Linked DNA regions of Pan troglodytes: region 1 is linked to region 2. A link is a contact called in public HiChIP or PLAC-seq data. All regions are on one chromosome and are shown on one strand. Each heading gives the region's core, a stretch centred on a gene start, on an enhancer-like site or on the middle of the called end of the contact. The rest is flanking DNA. Distances are from core to core; before and after follow the strand shown.

What was found. HiChIP or PLAC-seq counts read pairs in DNA pulled down with a chosen protein or histone mark.
Region 1: an H3K4me3 HiChIP or PLAC-seq map of stem cell-derived excitatory neurons shows a contact between it and region 2, with 6 times the contacts expected there. The contact joins the promoter of GATAD1 here to the promoter of KRIT1 in region 2. A contact is called at or near these places in 1 of 7 Hi-C or Micro-C datasets (stem cell-derived neural progenitor cells) and 1 of 1 datasets of contacts at active chromatin or transcription factors (stem cell-derived excitatory neurons).

Annotation. Positions count from the first base shown.
Region 1 is chr6:101,822,009-101,825,716 of NHGRI_mPanTro3-v2.0_pri, reverse strand. GATAD1 (GATA zinc finger domain containing 1) reads right to left here and starts at 2,140. Exons shown (of 5, transcript XM_001166816.7): 1 at 1,598-2,140; 2 at 699-824. The coding sequence starts at 1,846.
Region 2 is chr6:101,620,989-101,624,940 of NHGRI_mPanTro3-v2.0_pri, reverse strand. KRIT1 (KRIT1 ankyrin repeat containing) reads left to right here and starts at 2,332. Exons shown (of 18, transcript XM_016945150.4): 1 at 2,332-2,555; 2 at 2,787-3,036. All of the region lies in intron 3 of ANKIB1 (ankyrin repeat and IBR domain containing 1), which reads right to left.

The DNA of each region.
Region 1 (3,708 bases), core at 891-3,390, 200 kb before region 2:
ACATTCCTGTTCTGAAAGAAAAGAATATCATACTGAGACTTAAAAAAATAGTTCATAATGCACTGTCCACTGTGTTTGAACATTATCCCTTGTTTATAAAAACTGAGAATTTAATTGCAATAAAAATATGCTTTCAACTACTTCCAGCACAGGTCTTTCAACAATCTCTTTTCTTAGAGCAGAAGAGGAGATAAGGCTTAGCAAAATTTTTGACTCATATTCATCAAATACATCATCATCATAAGTCAGTAAGATACATTTTCTGGGGCTTTAATAACAAATAAATATGCAAATGATGAGTTCTAGTGTTAATATTTACTTAGATTTTTAAAGAATGAAAAAAAAAAGTTTTCTTAGTGTACCTGGCCATATCAAGAACCATAATCTCTCCTCTTCCTTTCCATAGAGAACCCCAAAAAATGGGCTCAAGGTTGATGTTTCTTTTAAACCCATATTTTATATTTTCCAGGGGAAAAAATAAAAGCTAAAAAAAAAAAAGGAAAGAGTATTATTAACTTTATAAACAGTGAGCCTCCTGCAACAGAGCTCATTCCGTTTTGGGGAATGTGGACCATTCCCCAGAATACTAAGGAAGGGCTACCAAGGGCAGAGTCCAAGTTCAATGGTGAGAAATGAAGGCAGTGGCAGGATACACACAACGTCATTACAGTAAAAGGCACTGTCCACAAATATCTTACATTTTTCAATTTAAATATATGTCTTCTCCCTTTTCCTTTGGTGGAGACTTTCTTTTCAGCAGCCGGAGCAGATTTGTATTTAGTGTTTCTGAGCCGAGCAGACCTCCTGTGAATTTCCTGCTTACTCTGTTACACAAACAAATTAAAGAACAAAAAGAGAAAGAAGTAAAAAGTGCATAAAGGTTGCAATACAATCATCTTACAAGGATCCCAGAGTATGTACTTTATAAGAGCATTTAACAATTAAGATTGCGCTTTTGCTTTTCAAGAGAAGTAATTACAGCAACTAGGCTAAGTAAAACCGGAAGTTTAGCACCCGGAATCTCGGAGCTCGCTGGACAGGCGTCTCCAGAGCCTCCAAAAGGTGTGAGCTGCTTGTAATAGGGCAGGAGGCGGGAGTAGGAGTCAGTCTTGACCAAGACAAACACTATTCATTTGTTGTGTCTACAATAGAGAAAAACACTTAACAACTTTACTCCCTAAGGCCAGAGAACGTAGTAGGTTATGGCGCCCCCTGCAACGGAATACTTAAGCTGCCATTTACAATAATGACATAATAATCTTACTTCATAACCTGATATGACAAAACCTTTAACAAGGAATGAGGTCCAGCGCCTGCATTTGTGGCATGACACTGTAAACGACTGTGTAGACATGTGTATATTGAGATTTTCTTAAGGGCTTTACATCTTGGTTCTTATTGCTTTGAATTTCTTACAATAACAGGTGCTTGGGAATGGGCCAAACGAAAGATCTCAGTAGGAGGTGGGGAGGGGCGTTCCAGCCAGCAGGAGCACGGCGATCCGGGAAGCCCGCGCCCGCCCGCTCCCAGCCAGCCCGTCCCCGCCCGCCTAGCACCTGGTCGGCCTCCGCCGGCGGGAGGGGCCGGAGGAGCTCACCTGCTTGCCGCCCCCGCCCCCGTTGCTCTGCGGAGGGGTGGCGGAGGTGCTGGCGAAGGTCGCCGCGCCGAAGCCGCCGCCGCCGCTGCCCCCAGTCCCTCCAGCCGCCCCCGAGCCTGCGCCCCCGCTGCCCGCGCCGCCCCGGCCAGTGCAATGATGGCAGAGGATCTCCCCCTGCGCTCCCTTCTTCCACATGGAGGACGACGTGGTCTTGCATACGCTGCAGGTGGGCTTCAGGCCCAGCGGCATGGTGGCCGGCTCGGGCGGCCCCCGCGGGCGCAGAGACACGGGAATGGCGGACGGTAGCCCGGCCGCCCCCTGGTCGGCCCGCCACTCCCGGCGATAGGAAGAGCGGTGAGGGCGTCGGCACCGAGCTGCCGGTGAAAGGACCAGGCCGCTGGCGCTGCCCCGTGGAGGCGGGAAGCAGGTTCCGCCGGCTCCGCTGGCGGAGGCCAGGATTCCCTGGCCCGAGGCACTGGGAAGCAGGACTGGGAAAGGGATCTGGCCGGGCGGGGGGACGCGGAGACTTCCGGCGGTGAGCTGGCCCCAGGGCCCCGCGCCCGACCGCCTGACCGGAAGTGCAGCACCCGGAATTACTGGGAGCTTGCTGCAGTTCCGCTTGCTGTCGCCTAGGGGCAGGGTTCTCAAACTTTTTGGTCTCAGGCCTAGAATTTGCCGGGTAAAATACAGGACGCCCAATTAAATGTGACTTTCAGGTAAACGACGAACAATTTTTTTAGCGTGAGTGTATCCCATGCAATAATGGTTTATCCGAGAGGCGTTTAACTGGGGGTCCTGTATTTTTATGTGCTAAATCTGGCAATCCAGGTCTGGCGTGGTGGCTCACGCCTGCAATCCCAGCAGTTTGGGAGACCAAGGCCGGCGGATTACTTGAGCTCAGGAGTTCGAGATCAGCCTGGCCAACGTGGTGAAACCCCTTCTCTACTAAAAATACAAAAATTAGCCGGGCTCAGTGGCGGGCTCTGGGGTAATCCCAGCTACCCTGGAGGCTGCAGCAGAAGAATCTCTTGAGCGCGGGAGATGGAGGCTGCAGTGAGCCAAGATCGCGCCATTGCACTCCAGCCTGGGGGATAGAGTGAGACTCCGTCTCAAAAAAAAAAAAAAAAAAAATCTGGCAATCTTACTTAGGAATCCTTTACACTCTTAAAAATTATAATTTGGACATCGCCCTACACCTCCCCCATGTCTGTACTTTTGTTTAGTTGAATTCAGAGCATGCCATTTACGGACATCGACAAAGGGTTCAGAAAATGCCATCCACTGACATCTATGTATTAGAAATTGAAATTGAGACATTTTACAGCCTAAGATGTCAAGCGCACATTCTTCAGCCTTTGGATAATATCGTTGCAAGTCCTGTGGACTCTGAAAAGTATACAGATTAGAGAATGCGGAGAAAATCGAATAGCTGGCTGTTATTCAATTCAAAATTGTTGGAAAACAGTTTTGGCTCTGAGGACCCAGCAGTTGACAAACAGCAGGCCTGGGACAAGAGCAGTATGAGAAGTCAGATCGCCTCTTTTAATGTCACTAGTCAGTACAGGCCTCGCCAGACAAGTCTCTCCTCAGCCTCACTTGGAAGAACATGCCCTCTCTTCATGATCCTGGGTTTCCTAGACTTAGTATCCTTGGAAAGGTCTTGATGAATATATTGTGGTGGGAAGCAGTGGGGAGAAACAAACGCCTATTATGTCACAAAACCACATTTAGTGCTTATAACAACCTTGGAATGAGATATTATCAGATTTTACTGTTAATTGGTGATCAACGGAGGCACTTCTATGTGGACTGGCTGTCATTATAGCTGCTGCCCTTGGCACCAATTTCGAGGAGGGCTTTGGAACAGCCCTCTGGGGTGTGGGTTGTGGCTCAGTCACCTCCCCTCTAAATCTCAGTTTCCTTAACAGTAAAAATAAGTTTCCAGGACTGTTATGGGGATTAGGGCCAACTGTAAAAGTGGCTGAGGAGACTAGGTAAAGAGTGTTGTCTCATTTTAGAACAATGCTGAAGGTGTTTAGAGCCTGCCATCCTAAAATATGCCACTTTGGCATACTGATTCTTCTGAGCCAGAGGCAATGGAGCAAAAACAG
Region 2 (3,952 bases), core at 1,083-3,582:
ATACACATATTTCACTTTCACAAGTTTGAGTGCATACCCCAGAAAAGAAAGAGGAAAGAAAACCCACTCTTTGAGAAGTGGGCAGTGCCACAGGAGTACAAAAGAGTGGCTAACAAAACTTTCCTACCATGTTTCAGGAGTCACCTACCTGTTAGAGCCCTTGTTTACAGCACAGTCTGCACACTTTCAGACTCCTTACATATTGAAAACTCAAAATTCTCGGTGTAGTGGTCAAGGGAACAGTGAAATAGGAAAATATAGTTCTATCTTCCGCATCCTACCCCAAGGAAAAGAGAATCAACAACATTTTTTCTAAGACTTCTCCAAGATAGCGCCCATCACCTCACTATAGCACCCTACTCTTATTCAGAAACTGAACAATTTTACAGAAAGCAAAAGCCACACCCTTAATAATACACTCAACTCTGCACAGTGCTTGGCTTCTGTGCTAAGTACCTTTCCAGAGACAGAGTTGGAGCTACATCTCCTGAGCCTACTTCAAATTAAAATCTGTGAACAGTGAGAAGTTACAAATCAGATAATAGCCCAAAATCAACTGCTGAAAGGAGGTTGGGGGGAAAGTCATTAAACAGATCCATCTTTCTTAATGAAATGACAATGTTTTTCAGCAACACAAAACACCAAAGCTACCAGTCTACACTACACAGTAGTTTGCAGAATAACAACCTGCAGTACACAGTAAAATTATTCTTAAATTATCGTTTGCTTCCTATGGTGCTCTGAAAAGTAGCAAATGCATAAAGTCATATAAGAGCTATTGTCCAAACACTGACAGCATTAAAATTATTTTAAAATCTAATTTCTGGAAAGTTCTGCAGGAGCAGTTTGAAAAGCAAATCAAATTCTAATGAGAAAAAACGTCTAGTTCAAAAATCTGAAAATACACTTTGAAGACATTCACAGTTTAAGCAGCAGGAGGGTCATAGGCACCAAGGTGTGTAACATCTGTGAGTGGCTGATACAAAAAAAGATTTCTCTGGAATTAATGATTGAAAATAATTATCAAATACAATCTAATATGATCTTTAAACGTCTCTTGTCTCAAAAGCAACAAAGCAAAAGCTTGTAACAAAGCAAAACCTTCCAATACACAGATTTTTACACCTTACACATACCCACATACTTCACAAATTAAGAACTAGATGAAAATTAGAATACTAAAATTTAAAGGTATCTAAAATACACTATTTGAAACAGCAGACTCTTATCTTTACATTTATCTGTCAGATCTACCAGTAAAGCTCTTCTGAAATGGTCATTTCAATACAAGATTGTTCGATATGCCATTCCGTGTGAATAGAGCTTGGGAGACTAATTCTCAAAATCTCCTCAGGAGATGCTTTATTACAGCTCTAGTTTCAATTTCCTGCGACTCAAACAGCTACGTACAGAAAAACAGCTCATACATACGGAGAAGAATAAGAATACAGGGGAGCGCTCCATTCTTTTGTTTTGGTGGCAGAAGCTGCAAAAATAAAGGTTCACTGGAGCCATCTGCACCTATCCCCACCCATCACAGCCCTGCAGAGCACTTTTACCCATCCGCTTCTCAAGACTCTCTCTAGCCCCCGAGGTCGGCAGAACCCGTGGCTTTCCACGTCTCAAAGGATGGGGGTGGGGGGGAGGCTGCGAGGAAGGACACAGATCCTTTGAGGACAGAGGGACAAGGAGATGCATCCAGATGGGGAGGATGGGACGCGTCACGGAGACCCGGAGGCTTGCATATTCGCTGGGAGAAAAGCCCTGTAGGGCAGAGAATGCTGCCTGTTCAGGGATGGGGACAGACAGAACAACAATGCTCCAAAACAGGCGACAGACACACTCCTAGTAGATCCGGGAGGGTGTGAACTAGATAGCTCTGAACTCGGAGCCACAAATGGGTACAGGCAGCCTCAAACACATCTGTACCGCGAAGCTGAGACTTACGGTTACTTCTCTCGCTGAGGGTAAGGGTCGGTGGACCCAGCAACTCCGCAGTTCCGCCTCCGCCGCCCCTGCCTCTACAGCCGAGCTGGTGACCTCAGGTACCCAGCCCGCCCCACCCACCCGGACGGTTGCCCCTTCCTCGCCGGCCCGGGTGCACCCGCCAGGCGGAGGCTGATGTGGCCGAGGGTGCGCACTGGCGGCCCGCGGGAAGCGCTGCGTGAGCCGAAGGCGCCCGCGGCGAGGCTCAGACTGGGTGGGCGCCCCCCATCCCTCTCCGGCCGCTGCGCCGCCTCACTCGGGGGAGGGGAAGAGGGGGCGGTGGCTCTTGCCTCCGCCTCGCGGTTAAGTCCGGCTCATGTTCCAGCCTTGCGCGCGCGCAGCCCCGGCCGCCCTCTTCCCCTCCCCCGCCTCCGGCTCCGGCTCAGCCGCTGGCACCCCCACCGCCACCACCCTAGTCTCCTAGTCGCCTGCCACCAGCCCCTGAGAGACTGCAGGTCCAGTGAAAAGGAGCCGGAACGGCAGCAGCCCGGCCGCCGACCCGGAAGCTCTTCCACCGCCAACCGCGAGGCTGCAAAGGGTGTGAACCCGGAAGCGATTTCATAGCCACGGTAACGGCGGGGTGGAAAGCTAAGGCCTTTGAAGACCTGGGACCCCGTAGTTTCGGGAGAGGGTGAGGGGTGAATGGTGCTGAGGTGCGAGGAGAGGGAAGGACAGTAAAGAGCAGGTGGGCAGGAGGGTCTCCGACTCCAGAGACCTGAGCTTTTTGGGGCGCGGGTGGGGAGCGCGGGGGAACCCTCAAGACGGCTTTCTTTTGGCGACTGAGGGTTTTTCTGCCGCAGGAAGCTGGGCCGGGCTGCTGTGCCTGGGAGGCGGGAAGGAGGAATGAGAAAGCGGTGACGGTCCCTGCCCCTGCTCGCCAGGTGACTGTCCCACCCATTTAGTTGAATGTAGCGGCCAGAGAGGCACTCGCGGCAGCACGTACGGGTGGGACCTCTCGGTGTCCTTCGGGAAACAGGAGGAGCAAGTTCGACTCCAGCGAGGGAAAACAGAGGTGGGAGACTGAACCATCTCCACATCTAGTTGCCCCAGGCAAGGAGTTTATTTTTCACATGTAGTTACAGAGAAACCATAGCCACTTTTTGGGTGGAAACTCTTTGAGCAAAGAGGCTTACGTTTTTCCCCAGTAGTGGACGTTGACGGGTGGTGGCGCAGGAAAAAACCTCCCAGGCAGAGTGATTACGTATTTTTGTCATTGCAGGGAAAGGGATTCACAGCTTGTCATTCTAATTCACTTCTCCCCCTCTAACTCACTTCTCGCCTCTACACCTTTCTCCATCTTTTAAGGTTTTTGGCTTTCATCGCTTTTTCTACATGTTTTTAGCCTCACCAGAAGTCTTTCATCTCGGTGGTCCAACTCAGGATCTCAGCCTCATTATTTTCTTACCCTTCTGGAGTGCATATGTGCCTTTACAGTTTCTGTTTGCAAACGCTGTCTAGCATACTAAGAGGATGTTAGCAAACCTGTTCCATGGACACTAAATGGCAGTTGTACATCTCCCCTCATCAGTCATAGTGACAACCAGAAATGCCCTCCATATTTTCCAGTGATCCCAGGTAGGTGCCACCCCCCCAATTAAGGACCACTTCCACTGCTTTATTTATAAGATCTTATTACTTAGGGAGCATATTATCATTTGTGCCTAACATTTTCCAGAATGGAGTGAGCCATATAACAAAATGCCACGTTTCCTGTACTTATTCACTTGAACCCTCATCTCAGACTCAGTCTAAACATATTGCAAACTCTAGTTATACCTTTCTTGTATTTTAGTTCAAGCTACTCATTTTGTATCAGTTTGTATGTGTTTCTCCCTTAGCAGTTTTACCTTCCTATGTTAGTTACTTTTGTTATTTTCCTGTTAAGCCTTTGTTTCCTTCTTTCATGTCACTGGAAGAATGTAGATTTTAAGTAGTCAAGTACGAATAGTTCTTGAAAATGAATTTT